Linked DNA regions of Sus scrofa: regions 1, 3 and 4 are each linked to region 2. Evidence: chromatin contacts called from public Hi-C and HiChIP or PLAC-seq data. All regions are on one chromosome and are shown on one strand. The core of a region is the stretch at or near the end of the contact, and the rest is flanking DNA. Distances in the headings are between cores, read along the strand shown. Region 1 holds the start of TMED9 (transmembrane emp24 domain-containing protein 9). Region 2 holds the start of CLK4 (dual specificity protein kinase CLK4). Region 3 holds the start of LOC106507311. Region 4 holds the start of HNRNPH1 (heterogeneous nuclear ribonucleoprotein H).

Evidence for each region. Hi-C and Micro-C count contacts between places; a contact is called where the count stands out from the background. HiChIP or PLAC-seq counts read pairs in DNA pulled down with a chosen protein or histone mark.
Region 1: an H3K27ac HiChIP or PLAC-seq map of skeletal muscle shows a contact between it and region 2, with 5 times the contacts expected there. The contact joins the promoter of TMED9 here to the promoter of CLK4 in region 2. A contact is called at or near these places in 1 of 5 promoter capture datasets (liver) and 2 of 2 datasets of contacts at active chromatin or transcription factors (alveolar macrophages and skeletal muscle).
Region 3: a contact with region 2 is called in an H3K27ac HiChIP or PLAC-seq map of skeletal muscle, with 5 times the contacts expected there. The contact joins the promoter of LOC106507311 here to the promoter of CLK4 in region 2. A contact is called at or near these places in 2 of 5 promoter capture datasets (fetal skeletal muscle and liver) and 1 of 2 datasets of contacts at active chromatin or transcription factors (skeletal muscle).
Region 4: a Hi-C map of liver shows a contact between it and region 2, with 1.7 times the contacts expected there. The contact joins the promoter of HNRNPH1 here to the promoter of CLK4 in region 2. A contact is called at or near these places in 1 of 5 promoter capture datasets (liver) and 1 of 47 Hi-C or Micro-C datasets (liver).

The regions. Positions count from the first base shown.
Region 1 is chr2:80,366,925-80,369,900 of Sscrofa11.1, reverse strand. TMED9 (transmembrane emp24 domain-containing protein 9) reads left to right here and starts at 1,467. Exons shown (of 5, transcript XM_003123674.4): 1 at 1,467-1,685; 2 at 1,851-1,951; 3 at 2,672-2,797. The coding sequence starts at 1,502.
Region 2 is chr2:79,728,164-79,730,863 of Sscrofa11.1, reverse strand. It overlaps CLK4 (dual specificity protein kinase CLK4), which reads right to left and starts at 1,404. Exons shown (of 13, transcript XM_021084353.1): 1 at 1,247-1,404. It also overlaps the pseudogene LOC106507310.
Region 3 is chr2:80,261,393-80,264,092 of Sscrofa11.1, reverse strand. It overlaps LOC106507311, which reads right to left and starts at 1,381. Exons shown (of 3, transcript XM_021085150.1): 1 at 1,313-1,381; 2 at 24-666. The coding sequence starts at 1,381. N4BP3 (NEDD4-binding protein 3) reads left to right here and starts at 188. Exons shown (of 5, transcript XM_003123673.4): 1 at 188-645.
Region 4 is chr2:78,960,093-78,962,878 of Sscrofa11.1, reverse strand. It overlaps HNRNPH1 (heterogeneous nuclear ribonucleoprotein H), which reads right to left and starts at 1,423. Exons shown (of 14, transcript XM_021084330.1): 1 at 1,062-1,423.

The DNA.
Region 1 (2,976 bases), core at 218-2,717, 640 kb before region 2:
CATGTGGCCAGAGAATGCGTCTGCTTTTGACTCACCAACATATACCTAACACCAAGCATAGGACTTGGCATAAAATATGTGCACAAGTCACAATGATTAAATAAAAAAGTAGTAGCTCTAAACACTCACAAAAAAATGCTGATTCCCACAAATTTGTGAATTTTCCAGTTTTCCTTCTATTGATTTTTAGCTTCATTCTGTTGTTATCAGAGGAGATATTTTGTATGCTATCTTTTAAAATCTAGTAGCTTTAATCTTACTATATGCCTAATATTTTATTTTATAGTAAGGTTTAATCTAAAATATTAGGCATATAGTAAGGTTAAAGGCATTCTGCACTTGGGAAGAATGTGTATTCTGTTGTTGTTAGAATGTTTTAAATATGTCTGTTAGATCTGGTTGGCTTATTGGGTTGTTCAAGCCATCTGTTTCCTTACTTTTTTTTCCTTACTTTTTTTTTTTGTCTATTTTTTTATCCCTTGTTGTAGAAGTTTATTTTTCTCTTCAATTCTGTCAATTTTATTTTACTTTAATTTTTTTTGAGGGGGGTGGGGGCGTACCTGCAGCATATGTAAGTTCCCATGCTAAGAGTTGAATCCGAGCTGCAGTTGCCAGCCTACTCCATAGCCACAGAAATGTCAGATCTGAGCCATGTCTGTGACCTACACTGGGGCTCATGGCAACGCAGGATACTTAACCCACTGAGCAAGGCCAGGGATCATCCTCACGGATACTAGCCGGGTTTGTTACTGATGAGCCACAGTAGGAAATCCTTTTTTTTTTTTTTTTTAAACAGTTTAATATGTGGCTTATGGAAGTTCCTGGGTTAGAGGTCAAATCCGGGCTGCAGCTCCAGGCCTACACCACAGTCAGCAGCACCTGATCTGAGCCGCATCTATGACCTATGCTGCAGCTTGCAGCAACGCTGGATATTTAATCCACTGGATGAGGCCAGGGATTGAACCCACATCCTCACAGAGATCCACTGAGCCACAACAGGAATTCCTATTTATACTTAATAAATTACATTTAAAATAATTACTTACACAAAAGGACTTCTGTCATTTTGCTATTTTTTTTCTATTTCCCTTATAATTTTTTGTCCCTCGTTTCCTGAATTTACTGTCTTTTGCATTACTTCCTGGAGGGAAATGTTTGTATTGTTTCCTTTTGTGTATATTCCTCCCTGCTCCTAATTCGCTCCGTTGACTCAAACTTCGTTAGTTTCATCATCGGTTAAAAAAATAATAATAATAATCATCATCACCAGTAGCCGGGCTGCGACAAGGGTCAGCAGAAAAAAAATTTCAATTCTGCAGCCCCAGCTTACTCCTTTGTAAAAGCTGCGCCCCAATCATGCTCTGCCGCGCCGTGGCCTCGGGGCATCTCGGGACTTGTAGTCCACCCTTCGGAACTCGCTGTTCCGGCAGGCCCCGCGGCGGCAGCGGCGGCAGGGCTACGTGGCGCGGCCCGCTGCGACTGCGCGGGCAGGTGGGGCAAGATGGCTGCGGAGCAGTGCGTGTGGGTTGTCGGGCCCTGTCCCGGAGCCCGGCTGGGTAGGGTCGTCCGGGCCCTCCTGCTGCTGCTGTGCTTTGCGGCCCGAGGAGGTGCACTCTACTTCCACATTGGGGAGACGGAAAAGAAGTGCTTTATTGAGGAGATTCCGGACGAGACCATGGTTATAGGTGCGGGGGAAGGGAGAGAGTTTTCAACAAGACCGCGGTCTTGGGGCGGGTTGTGTGGGAAAGTCACCTCAGTGCCGGGAGCTCCCGGCATCGTCGTGCCCTGGTGGGAGCGGTCCCGACAGCACCTAGCGCTCCTCTGACTGGTCTTGGCCTGCTTTCTTCCAGGAAACTACCGGACTCAGCTGTATGACAAGCAGCGGGAGGAGTACCAGCCGGCCACCCCCGGGCTTGGCATGTTCGTGGAGGTGAAGGACCCAGAAGACAAGGTGAGCTGGCCCCTTAGCCCCGCCGAGCCCTCCACCCTGCACTTGAGCGCAGGCGCTGGTACTTCCTCTCTTGGTTTCCGGATCTGCTAAACTGGTAAAAACAGTTGGTGTTGCGGGAAGATCCTGGGTTTTCACTTGAGAGCAAGCTTGGGCTGCTGTAGTGCTAGCTACTTCTCTCAACTACTTAGTGACCCATGTATGACTCCGCCAAGTTAGTTATCTTCCCCGAGCCATTCTGGTCTGTGAAATGGAAATCCGTGTACTTTATAGATGTGTTGGGTGGATTAATTGTGGTTCTGGAAAGAGTTTTGTCAACTCTAAAGCTAGGGCATATAAACTTTTGGATTTCACAGAAATCCAAAAAGTTTCACACAGCGTTCCAAAAAGAATGAGCAGCTATTAATTTGACAAATAAGGATTAAAAAAAAAAGTTCAGATGTCACTTTTCACTTAAAAAAGTCACACCAAAAGAGTTGAAAGAGTATGAGCTATGAATAAGGGAAAGCCCTTTCCAAGAGTGATCACATGCCAACTTAATGTCAGATTCCTCACCCCTGCTCCAAATAGTTTGAAGACAAGTTTTTGGCAACTGCTGCTAAGCAGCTTTGGACCTTTCAGTATTGTGGGATGCCTGAGGCTCTAGCTGTCAACTTTTGAGGCACTTAAGCACTGTTCAGCCTCATCCTTACCGTAATACTCACTGAAGCCCCTTCTCTCCAGGTCATTCTGGCCCGGCAGTATGGTTCTGAAGGCAGGTTCACCTTCACCTCCCATACGCCTGGTGAGCACCAGATCTGTCTTCACTCCAATTCCACAAAGTTCTCCCTTTTTGCTGGAGGCATGCTGGTAAGTGGACCCACGTGGGACTTATAGCTTTTAGCCTCTATCCCTTGGTGGGAACTAGGGACCAGTGGTACAGGGGGTGTGAGATGACTGTGTCAGGTTTTGTGTCTCCTAATAAGACTGGGTTTCCAGTGAATATTCAGGGAATGGTCACAGAGCTTTTCACATATACTTTGGTCAAA
Region 2 (2,700 bases), core at 155-2,654:
TGGGAGAGCCAAAGGTTTTTATTTCTCTAGCTAAGTTCACTACTTTTAATTCAACTGTTAGGAAGTCCCCTGTGCGTCCTCTGCCCCCCTCCCCCAACTAATAATGCTCAGAAATATTACCTCAGGAGACCAAGAGAAAAATCCCAAACCCTGGTTACACAGACAAGGTTCTTTCGCATACACAAAAAAGAAAATCTAGAATTGTTACACCATCTCTAATTAATAAAGAATCCTACATGTTATAATCACCAGACATACTTCAATAAAAACAGCAGATAGAATAAATCTACGGGTTTATATCCATCTTAGGAATCTGATTCTCTACTGCCCTTTAACACTCTATATTATTGATTTAAGTGAGCATTCTGATTGACATATCTTATGCGGACAATTTTATGCACTCTCTCTATATTTAATGTGGCTAGAAATATCACAATTAGATGGATCCAAGAGGACTGCATTTAATAAATAACAAGAAGCCGAAGCCTGTGGCTGTATGTATGGAACACAATCACACAAACATAGCTATAAAATAGGACCAGGTGGTTGACCCAGGCAGTTTTGAATGCTGTTTCTTAAGGCTCAGACAAGCATATAGCGGTTGCTTAAGGATCAAGGACAGCAAGCTATACAAGTATCAGAAATACAGATCTGCCGCACAAGGGTAAGCTCCACCTTAGGAAAAATACAGTTCCGCACAAAGGATGAGCCTCTCAGTATTTCTGCCTCTCCCGTGCTCATTTCCACCATCCTGGACTTGCAGACTTGCAGTTCCTCGGACGCCCGGTCGCCGACCCCCGCCTACCCGCCCAGGGCCTTTGGCTCACTCACAGACAGGGACAGATATGCGACTCCGGAAAACACCCAAATGCTACCGGCGACCGAGACCAGGCACAGAGGGGAGCGCTGGGTCTACCACAACACAACCCCCCGCGGCTCTCGAAGGGCCTCCCGACAGGTCCTCGCTGTGGCCGACGGGAGGAGCAAAGGCCTCCGCAGCCTTGATGCGAGCAGCCTGAGCTCCCAGTGAAGAATAAGCAGCAGAGCCGAGGTCTTTCCGCCCTAGGACTTTAAATTTACCATGACATCTGGGCAACTTCAGGTTTTAAAAGCCACGAGCAGAGTTGTGCCGCGAAAGAACTCCGGTCGCCGAGGCCTTGAACCCGGTCGTTTTTCCGACACCTGGCTTTGACTCCTATAAGACTGGGAGGCCGCCCATCCCAGTACACCCCACCTGAAACGTTACCTCCGCAAAAGCAAAAGGCCTTTTGGCCGCGAAAGGCCGCCAAACCGCCGTCTTCTCTCTACAGGCGCTGCGACAAACACCCCACAAAATGGCGGCAGCGCCGTCTCCCTACAACCCCCCGGCAGCCTCTAGCACCACCTACAACCCGCGAACGCGCCTGCGTGACAGAGCTCGCGCGCTCCCGCCGCTCCCCCTAAAGGGCGGGGCTCCTGTGACGTCAGTGGCGGGCCCGGTCCGCCGCAACGCGTCTGCGCGGGGCAGGAGGTCCCCGCCCCGAAACCCGCCGGAGCTCAGGCGACGCCCTAGGTTGTTTTCGTTTTTGGAGTCTAGGTGAAAATTGGAGCGAGTGCCGGCGCACTGGCCTCAGCTGTGGCGTGTCTGTTCCTTCAGGAGAAGTTTTTGGGGTTTTTTTTTTGTCTTTTTGCCATTTTCTTGGGCCGTTCCCGCGGCATGTGGAGGTTCCCAGGCTAGGGATCTAATCGGAGCTGTGGTCACCAGCCTACGCCAGAGCCACAGCCACGCAGGATCCAAGCCGCGTCTGCAACCTACACCACATCTCAGGGCAACGCCGGATCGTTAACCCATTGAGCAAGGGCAGGGACCGAACCCGCAACCTCATGGTTCCTAGTTGGATTCGTTAACGACTGAGCCACGAGGGGAACTCCAGGACGAGTTATTTTGAAGGCAGCACCTCTAGGCAAAGCCAACAATGGCTCCTTTTTCTGCTCTTCAGCCTTTGGCACTTTGGCTGCCTGCCCTCCGCCTACCCAAGGACCTGAACTCTAGACACAGTCACCACAAGAGAGATAAGCCCCCAGACCCGCTCTGTGCCAGGCCCAGGTTGGCGCTGGGGGCAGTTCAGTGAACGAGATTGTGTAATTCAGTCGCTTGGAACTTCTGTCTAAAAATGGGCTCGAAGAGAATGTCTCGGGAAATAAGCTCAGGGGTGCTTATCTTTTTAAGGCCTGTGCACAACAATATCAAAAGAAATTTAAACTGGGACTCCTTTCAAGGTTTTTCCTGTTGTGCCTGGGCAGGATTTGGTAGCTGGAAGTTTCCCTAACAAAGGTTACCACATTATTTGTCCCTATGGGTCAGTTTTATTTAACCAAGGCAGAATAATGTCTGAGAGCTAGTAAGCCCCATTAAGGAGCTTGCTTACCTCAAGGTGTTTTGCAGTTTCTAAGAATCCCTAGTTTGCCGTTGTGAGCCTGTAGAGAGAGAAGAGAGAAAGCCAAAATCATTTCAAGGGACAGAGAGCCTGAGCAGGAATGACCAGAAGGAGAGGAGAGCCAAGAGTATGGTGTCAGAGCAAGCCTAAAGGAGGGAAAGCTTACAGTGCCAAATGCTAGGAAGGAGTCAGGAACTTTTCTGCTAGTACTGAAAAGTGTCAAGGGGATTTCACGTTCTGAAAAACAGTCAATAAAAAAAATCAGAAATCAAATATAGGAGGG
Region 3 (2,700 bases), core at 132-2,631, 530 kb before region 2:
CAAAAGGGAATAATACTGCTTACCTAAGAGGAGGCGGTGAGGATCAGGGAGATGATGGATTGAACACGCCTCTTCGGAAGCTGTTGGGTTCTGGAAACCGAGAGGGCCGGGTGAGGCCAGGAGGACTAGGAGGCGGAGGAGGGTGGGCTGGGCGCCCTCTGGGGGTGTCGGCCGCACTCCGGGCTTCGACTCGGCCAGTGCCCGAGCCCGCGCGCCAGGGACGGTCTCCGCGCAGAGCGCAACCCTCTGGGGGCTCCGGTGCCACCGCTGCGCGGCGCTTCTGCGGGCAGGGCTAGGCTGGAGCCACGAACCCGGGCGGGGCTCAGGTTGGCACGCGGTGGGCGGGGGTGGTCCCCCGTCCCCGCCTCCCACATCCGGGGGCCCGGGCCGGTCCCCGGGCCGGCAGCGCGCGGGTGAGTCAGGCCGGGTTTTCCCTCCGCCTCTGGGGCAGGCGAGCGAGCACTGCCGATCGCGTCCCTCCCTCGCCAATCCGGCTCCGGCGCCCGCCCGCGTTTTCCTGGCGCCTGCTGCCCGGCCGCTCCGGCCCGGCTCGCAGTCTCGGCTGGAGCCGGTGCCCTGGAGGGAAGGTTCAAATCCGCGCCAGGGAGCTGCAGCGCGCGAGGGGTGCGGAGCGGCGCCAGCATGGTGAGTGGGGAGCGACGGGGGCTAGGGCCAGGGCTGGGGGCTGGACTCGCGGGGTGGGACCGGCCGGACTCGCGGGGTGGGACCGGCCGCGGAGGTCTAGCTCTCCCAGCGACCTTGGCCAAGCTGCAGCCCTTCGCCAGCCGTGGTTACATCTGAGAAGTGGGCGGGGGTGGCAAGGTGTGGTGTGCGCCCAGGTACCCCTGCTTCCTGACACCGAAGCACCGAGGTGCGGGATCAGGGACTATGTGGGATCAGGGATCATCCGCGATCAGGAACGCCCCGCTGGAAGGGCAGGCGGCAGGTCACGCTGCTCTCAGTAACCCATGCAAATGCTCTTTCCTGGGAGCAGCGCCTGGGATCCCCGCGCTGCTAATGGTTATAGGGCAGGCGCCCTTGGCGCGGGAGTATGACCTCGTCTTCCATTCCCCCAGCCCATCCGCTCAGGTCAGGCCCTAGAGAAGGGCCTGGAAGAGATGTCCCCTCCCGCCTCCGGGTAGCTTGAGGATCTCCCGTAGTTCTGGGGAGCCTTGTCTCGGCCACAGCCTTTCCCAGGGAAAGTCCATGGAGATGACAACCTCGACTGCCCCTCCACCTTTCCCACCAGACTCCTCTCCTGCCCTCTTCTGCTCCCTCGAGATACCCCTTTCCTCCAACCTCTGCCCCTTACTGGTGGCAGCTGCCAGCCTGCTGCCAGGGGTCCCGCGGATAGGGGACACTCCCAGGTCTGGAGCACCATCCCAGTCTGGCCACAACCTTTGGCCAAAGTGAGAGCTCACCTGAGGCCAGGCGGAAATCTGGGCCCTGACTGCAGCTGGAGAAAGGACTGGGACCTGTGATCTCCCGCTGGGCAACTGCCCTCGCCCACCCCAGGCAGTTTGGGGCTCTCTTCCCTTGCCACAGGGGCTCAGCCTGTCCCACCGCCTAGGTTCTCTCGCTCTGTCCAGCCTAGGCAGGGAGAAGAGGCAAGAGGCCATCCTGGGCCTGGTGATCAGCCTCCTCCCAAAGCCCTCCTGGGCAGGGCTCCTCTGCCTGCCGGCTGGCTCTGTGTAGGTGTGTATGTGCCAGACTGAATGAATGCAGCCAGCTACCGCCAGCGCCTCTAGAGCTAGCAGCTTCCAGGGCTCAGAGTCCCCATGGCGGGGCTTCCACTATTCCTGACCCAGGGGCAGGCAGGGGGGATTCTAAGCAGAAGGGACTGGGATCCCAATCCCCAAGAGTGCAGGTGATTGGGAAAAGCAGGTGTGGGGAACTGAGCAGATGTAACACACAGCAGTGTGTGCCCGTGAAGGGCAGCTGGTGATCCCTGGCTGGGGCAACCTGGGACACAAGAGAGGGTCTTGCCTGGGGAGTTGGAATGGCGGGTCATATGGGATCTTAGACAACTCACTTCTTCTTTCTGGGCCTCAGTTTCCCTATCTGTAAGGTGGAGTGAGGATAACTTCTGTCCTGCCTACCTCATGAGGCTGTTGTGGAGATGAAATGATTCAATGGTATAGCTGATAAAAACGTCAGTGACTATATAGTGATACTGAGAATCATTCCTCCAGGGTTTAGACGCTGGACTCTGCCTCTTCAAGTGTCCCAGTGGGGCTAAGGAATGTCAGTCCCCTCCCTGGGCCCCTTCACCCATTGCCCCCTCTTTTGGAGCTAGTACATTCCTGTCCCATTCCATAGGGGCAGCTGCAGACACACCCCTCAGCAAATCTGATCCCCCAGCAGGTGGTGGGACCCTCCCTTGGGGCCAGGGCTCAGGCAGGCGGGGCTAAAGGCAGGCCATGGGGCTAAAGGCAGCCATGGCCGGACTGGGAGCTTCCTGCCGAGTGCTCTGGGATGTTCCACTGCAGAGGATGCACAGTGTGGTCAGGGAAGGTGTCTAAGCTGGGGAGCCTTTTCACTTTCTCCTGTGCAGCTGAACATGACCTTAGGCACATTATTTTACCTCCTGGGCCTCAATGTTCTCTTCTGAAGTAGGGGAATGACAATATTCCCTCTTGTGTGTATTGTGAGTGTGTGGTAGGCCCAGGTCAGCAGACCCACCAAGGCACCCACTAAGGG
Region 4 (2,786 bases), core at 174-2,673, 770 kb after region 2:
TTCCGTTCCGCTCTCGAGACGCCCTGCCGCCCCGCCGCGGCGCCTTAATAAAGGCCGAGGCCGTGCGGACTTCCCGACCCCACATACTCCAACGCCAAACACCCCCTTGGCCAGCGGTCGGGCCCCCGAAGCCGCTCTGTGCACCAGGTACCGGTGCCCCAAGCCAAAGGGGAACCCGGCCTAACGCCAGCGTGGAAGCAAGGAAATGGCGGCGACCGCTTCCGCTCCGCCTCCTCCGACATCTCACACAATAGAGTCAGCGCGGCCTGCAGGCCTCAGCGGCCCTGCCAAGACTCGGCGAACCATTCCTCGCTCCCAACGGCAGGCCGCACCTTGCTAAAGCCTCCCAGGTTCCACAGACTCCTGGGGGTAAACAATCCTCGTAAAAATGGCATCCTTGGAGTCCGCTTCGCGGTAAACACGGAGCAACAAACACTCACCTACACGAACAACTTCGGCGTGGCTGAGAAGAAATGGCCAGCGGGCGCCTGCGCAACCTAAATAAGGCGCTTAGAACAATCTCTGCGCACGCGCAGTCAGGTGGCCGCACCGCCCCGTTGCGTCACACAGAGCTTGGGCGCATGCGTAATTTTACGTTCCAGCCCATCTCCAGGCAGCAAGTTATTAAACGCTGGCGTTTTAGGCTCAGCCCCTCCCACCTCCTTAAACCCGCGGGGCTTTTATGCGCCTGCGCCTTCCCGCGATTATTGCGAGCTTTAGCGGTTTAATTTAGTTTCACGCGCATGCGTCTTCCTTCAAACCGTTCTCTGATCTTACCCGCCAGAAGGGGGGAGGGGAATGGCGGCTGTCAGGTCCTTTATAGGAACTGTACTGTGTACTAGCCTCTGGGTTGTGATGAGGTGCCGCTTAGCCCATTATCTACAGTCCTGGACGACCTGAAGTTACAGGCGCTCCCCGCCCTTGTGCAGCCTATACACCTTTTCTTCCTAGAGCCAGCCCGTGGCAAACAGCGCTGCGGGACTGCGTGCTTCCCGCGCCCGAAGATATCCCGGCGGCGCCGGGAGCGAGTCCTGGGCCTTCCTGCCGCCACTGTTCCTTACCTGTCGTCGTTGGGCCTGGGGCCCCATGCAGAGTCCCTGTGCCCGTGCCTCAGTCTCGTACTCCGCTTTTGCCCTAACGAACTCGCGCTTTGTGACCCCCAGCTGCCCCGCCCCAAGACCTGCGGGCCCTGAACGCCCCGGGCATTAGCACGAGAGGCGGGCGCGGGCATTAGCACGAGAGGCGGGCGCCGTACGCCGAGTCCCGCTGCGCGTCGTGAGTACAGGTTGAGCAGCCAGTGCGCGTTGCTCCGCTTTCTGGAGCGGGTTCCCGCTTGATTTTCCCAAGGCTAAGTAGGAACCGTTTTGTCCATCCCTAGATGGAGACACTCGCCCTGGCGAGACTCCAGGGTCATCTCGTGTGCGCACAGAACTGGAGGCTGGTGATGCTCGTGATTTCCAGTAGCACTGCAGGAATTGGGACCTTGCTCATAGGCTCTCAGTGCTCCCTTTGTCTGATCCTGCCTATCCTCCCCACCTCCAGCCTGGTGGACACAAGCAATAAACACGGAGTACCACAGCAAAGACCTCTCTGAGTGCCACTACTCAGAGATGCAAGAAAGCATGTTTTCGCCCCTGCGATGGTCTGGAGGCCGTATCCAGTTTTAATAGGTTTGAGAAAACTGGAGAGGACATCAGTGGAATAGAGGGAGAAGATGATCCAAGGTCCCAGAAGTAGGCAGGGGCCAATCCTGCCAGGCCATTTAGGCCTTGGCAAAAGTGATAATTACAAGCACAAGAAAAGGTTCTGGCAGGTCTTCAGCAGGGCGCAAGAAGAGCTGTTCGAAAAGAAAAACTCTGCTGCTGGGTGTAAAGGGGACACAGATGGAACAAGCACGGTGAATGCAACTGCCTGCCCTCAATTGCACACGGAGCTAGAGGAAATAGAGGGCATTTTGGCTAAAGTCACTAAGATGGGATTCCCAAATTGTCTAGATCAAAGGTCTATTTCTGAGTGATTCAAAAGCAAGGAGAGGAGTTCCCATCCTGGCTCAGCGGAAAAAAATTCGACTAGTATCCATGCAAACGAAGGTTCAATCCCTGGCCTCGCTCAGTGGGTTAAGGATCTGGCATTGCTGTGAGCTGGGGTGTAGGTTGAAGACCCGACTGGGACCTGGCATAGGATGGTGGCTGCAGCTCAGATTCAACCCCTGGGAACCTCCATATGCCGCAGGTACAGCCCTTAAAAAAAAAAAAAAAGGCAAGGAGAACAGTTTTTGCTCTTGGCCACTGTCTCTCCAAAACATCACAAGACTGTCTTAAGGTTTCCTAACAGGTTACATCATTTGAGAGCTTTGGTCTTATTAAATGACCTAAGAACACTAGTTTCTGGTTAGGTGAAGGAAAAAGCCTGACCCCCTCAAATCATGTCTTTACCTTTCAACAACCTGGCTACATGTCTAAGATGTTTATTTTCCCTAAAGTTTTCTGGGATTTTTTTTCACAGTAAGTAAATGTGATGTGTAATCATCACAGAAAGATAAGATCATTTCCTTGGATAGATTTCTAGAAGTAAACTAGGAAGGACCTAAATATTTTTAGGGCCTACCCTAAATTAAAGGTTTGACAACCCCTCTCAGGGGCAGGTGAGGGTTCCATATCCTTTTGCTTTGCTGACACTGAAAATTCCCTTTCTTTTATCCTCTGCCAATATTTTTATTTTTTGGTCATGCCCAAGGCATGTGGAAGATTCCAGGCCAGGAATCAAACCCATGCCACAGCTGTAAC